2 separate regions of the Mus musculus genome follow, and region 1 is linked to region 2. The links are chromatin contacts, called in public Hi-C maps. All regions are on one chromosome and are shown on one strand. The core of a region is the stretch at or near the end of the contact, and the rest is flanking DNA. Distances in the headings are between cores, read along the strand shown.

Evidence for each region. Hi-C and Micro-C count contacts between places; a contact is called where the count stands out from the background.
Region 1: a Hi-C map of bone marrow-derived macrophages shows a contact between it and region 2, with 17 read pairs. A contact is called at or near these places in 4 of 39 promoter capture datasets (hippocampal neurons, liver and neutrophils), 1 of 484 Hi-C or Micro-C datasets (bone marrow-derived macrophages) and 1 of 9 other capture datasets (liver).

Annotation. Positions count from the first base shown.
Region 1 is chr19:11,225,032-11,227,731 of GRCm38.p6, forward strand. It overlaps Ms4a12 (membrane-spanning 4-domains, subfamily A, member 12), which reads right to left. Exons shown (of 7, transcript NM_001374133.1): 3 at 533-670; 4 at 1-8. All of the region lies in intron 1 of 4930526L06Rik (RIKEN cDNA 4930526L06 gene), which reads left to right. Among named protein-coding and RNA genes, the nearest start is that of Ms4a12, 6.1 kb to the right of the region's middle.
Region 2 is chr19:11,049,287-11,051,986 of GRCm38.p6, forward strand. It overlaps AW112010 (expressed sequence AW112010), which reads right to left and starts at 1,280. Exons shown (of 3, transcript NR_102366.1): 1 at 1,102-1,280.

The DNA of each region.
Region 1 (2,700 bases), core at 145-2,644, 180 kb after region 2:
GCAATGAACTGTAGACATAGACAAATCTGTGAATGGTAGGTTCTCTGCTTGTGCCTGGGAATGTCTCTTTGTACAAGAGGGTGGTCCAGTTATGTTTGCTTGTTTCCGTCACATACAGCTCAGTATTTTTTCTTTAGATTAACTTTTGGGGATACATCTCCAATTCCCCACCCTCATTTTCTTGAATGTAAAGAACTCAGTGACAGATGACTCCGAGTTTGTATGTGCGACTGAGCCTCCTGCTCAACTTCATCTTATTTTCAGCCTCATCCTGTCAATGGTATATCTTTGTCATGTTCGATCATCCCTTTCAAGACCCTCCAGCCAACACACTGGTTCTGCATTAGGGATGAGTTTAAGTTGCAGTGGAGGTAAGCCTGAATTGGGAGTGATGGGCCCCCTTTCTTCAATCAGAGCCATTATTTCTAAAAACCCTCTAGCCATTAGACACAGAACTTTTCAAGAACCTTGCTGTGAACAGCCTGGGGACACCCATCCTGCACAGGGAGAGGTGTTCTAGCAATCTACTCACAAAGACTCCACCCCAGAATGGATATCCACCAATAAAAGCAACAGAGGAAAACGCCCAAGTCATATTGTATGAGGTGCTCAGCAACCCGAGAACAACTCCAAAGCCGATGTGCATCAATCCAATTGTGATTTGGACTCCCTAAAAAAGAAAGCCAAGGGGCATTTTAAAATAACTGTCACAACCAAAGTTATTCCTGTTTATTTACTGTCCATGTGATCCACGAGAATTCACCTAAACAGTGAATATTTTGATGTATACTGAAACAGCAGGGGAGGAAGGGCCTCAGGTAAAACCTTTGAGGAGCTAGTGAGATGGTTCCGTGGGTAAGGACATATGTTGTCTAGTCTGATGACCAGTGTGTGATACTCAGACCCCGTATGTTGGAAAGAACTGAGTCTTTCAAATTGCCCTCTGATCTCCATGTATGTGTGCATGTATGTATGCATGCATGCATGCATGCACGAACTCATGCTCACGCGTGTGAGTGTGCGCGCACGCACACACACAGATACACACAGACACACAAACATACACATGTATACACATAATAAACATTTTAATAAATTTTGTTTGATTTCTGAATGAACTACAAAGAAGTCTTTAGAAAGTATGACTACTTCAGCATCTCCTGGTATCCCCATGAGTACATTTGTTTGTAAAGACTGCTGCGACTGAGGTGACAGGGGCTGTCTTGTATAAGTAAAACAGTTCTCTGTCCAGGCAATGCTAGTCACGAGAAAAGGAATCGATGGAAATGAAGTCACTCCTAGAATATTAGTCACATGCCTGATAACACTCTGTCACTGTTCCACCAACTAGATGGAGACATAAAACCATAAGAAATCAAGTGGCCAAGATACAGTTCACAGGACTCAAAAAGGCCAATAAGGGGAAGCGCCCAAGTGAGGATGCCCGAGTCCTGCTTGGGAGGGAGAAGAAAGCAACCACAAGGGGGAAGGGAGGGAGGGACCTGGGGTGGGGACAACCTCTTGGAGACAGGGGGGCAGGGAGGAGATATGGGATGTAGAACGGTCTAGGAGGGTGGACTGGGAGAGGAATAAAATATGGAATGTAAAAATAAAAAAAAAAAAGAAAAGAAAAGATGTAAATAAAAAAGAACAAGAACTAGGATGGTTTGATTGTTTAACTCTTTAAGCACCACAGTAGTGGTAGCCAGCTAATTCCTAATGAAAAACAAAAAGAAGGTAATCAAGTGCCCAAGGGTAAACAGTTATAAAGGGGCAGACTCCCAGAATGCATAACAGCGGACTATCTCCAAAACTTACTTACAATCTGTCCTTTAGGACTCAGCTTGGTTCCACCCGTTCAGAGTTGTCTTGATATACTAGTCAAATGGATTTGCTTTTATTCTTTGTGGATTCTTTTCACATTTTAAGATGTAAAACCCATGGCATTACTTGCTTTTCTATTTCATATTTTTTTTATTTCAAAAAATATTTTTTTATTTTTTGTGCGTGGATATGAATGTCTGTGCATCACACGTGTGCCTGGTGGTGCTCAAGGATGTCCAAAGGGCTTGAGGGTTGGATACCCTGAGACTGGAGTTACATGCAGTTATGAGCCACCATGTGGGTTCTGAGAATGATAATGTCTTCTGCAAGAGCAGTGAATGTTCTTAACTACAGCACTGTCTCTCCAATCCTAGTATTCCTTGTTGTTTTTTTTTTTAATTGCTGGTATGCAACTGTTATCATACCAAGTAAGAGGTATTTTGTCAATGCTAAGGGATAAATCTTTTGCTTTGTAACTCTTATCAAAACTTTCTTTGTAGAGTACACATGGATTTCTGAGAAACAACAGTTACTATATTGGTCCAAAGCTCAGAAACATCTCCATAGATCATTTTGTCCCAAGTTTACGATTATATTTTATCTACCCAGGAAGACTGTAGCCACAGAAACTTCTGTGTTTATTTCCTCAATGAATAGGTACCAAATAAATTTAAATTGAATTAAAGGAAAAATAATTTCATGAATTATGCTAAAACAATAATATATTGTTGAGATGCACTAAACCTTGTGAAAGCTATGAACCTTCTCTTTGAACAGTTCTTGTACATCCACAGATTACATCATCCTTTAGACACAGCTTCTGAGAGGTGATGGACCCATTTTTAGCCAATGTTACATCTCAGATGGGACACTCCT
Region 2 (2,700 bases), core at 30-2,529:
GGGGAGTGTGGGGGGGAGGGTATGGGGGACTTTTGGAATAGCATTGGAAGTGTAAATGAAGAAAATACCTAATTAAAATAAAATAAAAATTAAAAAAAAAAAAAAGAAATTCTTCGCTTTGCATACCTCTGGCTCTTTATTTAAACTCCATGTTAGAAACTGAGTGATAAGCCCAGGTGGGGCCAAGTCACTGGACCCCTTTGCTCTGCTTCTCAATGAAGTCACAATGAATTCATTTTTTTCTACCTTCCACTCTTATTTGTTTAGTTGGCCCATTAAGGACTGGGTAGATGAATCTGGATTGCTTGAGCCTGGACTCTGACCCTGACAATTCTAGGTGCAGTCTGGAGCAAAACAGAGAGGCTCCTCTGGGTAAGAGTAGGATGTGAGGTCATGGACAAGAACAGTCAGAAAAGTGAGATGGTTAAAGGCTAGAGGGGGAAGGCAAAGCTAACATGGAGAGAGCAGGGCCTGTATCAAATGTTTTTTTCTAGGGCAGAGGAAGATTCTAACTACATACAGGGTGCCTCATCTTCAGAAGAGGGTACAGACTCCTGCCATTGTTCTGAGCTTTTAGAGAAAGCTAGATCATTAAAAAGTCTGCTGGGCTGGAACAGAGCTATTTTAAAAGGGGAAGGAATTAAGGCCTCTGCACGTTGAGAAAAAGTCAGTGAAGTGATCCACAACTGAGGAGAAAATCAGAAAGAACTTACACAGGAGGACCCAGGAGAAACTTACGCTTAAGTCCTTTGCTTTGTCCTTTCCAGATATTTCCGTGTGCGTGTGTGTGTGTGTGTGTGTGTGTGTGTGTGTGTGTGTGTATTTCCCGCAGCGCCTGGCTGGCCCTTCATATGCCTACCTAGTGCTGTCTCCTCTCTACATCCCAGGCTTAGAATTGAGTTCTGTGGTGTCAGACAGGAGATACCCACCCCACAAGAACTATATCTTCCTGGAAAAACAGACTTAGAAATAATAACAAACTAAATGCAAGCTTTCAAAGACAGAAGGTGACACTCATTCTCTCCAGTAAGCTGGGATGAGGCCTTCCATGGGCCTTCTTACCCACTATAGATTTCCCCTTACAGATCAAGAGGTACTTACGGGAGACATCTTGCAGCTCAGGTTGTCTGCTAGACTCCTGCTGATCTTCTCTTTGGTTTTTTATATAAAGTTTGAGAATGTCAGTTTCACTTTCCCTTTGAATTGCTTTGGGGCACTATTTGCTAAACAGGAGTGGACTGAAAAACCCCGAGTCTGAGAGAAGTTTACACAATTAGTTGGCCTATCCCACAAACAAACAGGAAGATCTGCAAACACAGCCCAAGAGCCTTTTCCCACTTGGGAAATTCCTTGCTTGGAACACAGTACAGTGTTGCCTGAGACAACTGCTTCATCCTTGGCTATGGAAATAAGCAGACATAATATGATATTTCAATGATTTAAAGCAAATGCTGATTTTTTTTTTTTTTTTTTTTTGGTAAGAGTAACACAAGTACATGGGTCAGTGGATATTCTTCAGGGCTCTCTAGGATGTGGTTTCAGGCAGGACACAGGATTACACTCAAGCGTGTATCTCCTGTGTTTGCATTTTCATCGTGGGTTGTAGGTTAAAGAATTAGCAGATGTGAATACAAGGAGAGTTCACTATTATACTGCCAGAAGCCAGAGGCTAGGAGAAGCCTGGAGGAGACTCTCCTCCCAGTCCTCCTGAAGGATGGAGCCTTGCTGACACCCTGAACTCAGACTTCCTGCCTCCAGAACCAAGGGACAATAGGTTTAATGAGCTCTCCTGTTGGTGCCACCTTGTTATCGTTGCTAAAAAGCCCATAGAGTGTCTGTGAAAGATCTTGTGTAGTGACAGGGAAGCAGTCACTGCTGGCACAGCCAGCTGACTGGTCAGATTGGGAGTAATAGAGGTGACATGGAAATATAAGGAAGAGGAGGCAATCCCCAGCAGAGACAGAAGGCCCCGCTCTCCATAGGGTGTGGTCCTTTGAGTGAGACCCCCCCACCTCATAAATTAAAAGCTTGGTTCCTGGTTGGGAACTGTTTGGGAAGAATTAGGGGGTGTAGCTTTGCTGGAGGAGGTGTGTCCCACTGTGCACATTCTCTCTCTTATTCCCTCTCTCCCTTCCCCCGATCCCCTCTCTTCTTCCTCCGCAGGAAGTACACTCTTAACTACCGCTCCAGTGCCATGCCGGCCTGCTTGATGCCCTGCTTCCCATTATGATGATTGCAGACTGTAACTCTCTGAAACTGTGGGCCTCCAAATTAATTAATTAATAAATAAGTTAATTAATTAAAATCAGTGGCCTTGGTCATATGTCTCTTCAGAGCAATAAAAAACAAAACAAAACACAACAATGAAGATAGGTGGAGGTTATCAAGTTGACTGGCAGGTCAAGAGAGCTGTCACTCAACATTGATCTTGGTCCCTTGCCTCTGAGGAGGAGGAGTGAAGGGCTTTTAGACTGGGTTGTGAGGCTCCAGAATGGAGACCCATTCTCTGTGTCCTAGGGCTCTGAGAGGGTGAGTGTATTCTAACTCAAGGAACTCGGGACATCTTTGCACTTGGAGGAAATCAACTAAAGACTCTGAAAGAGCTTATAAGGATTCCGTTTTTTGATATTTACCACTGAATAAATGAAAGCAGAGATGACTAAGATGTATTTGTTAGTTGTTAGGCTAAAGCTATACATT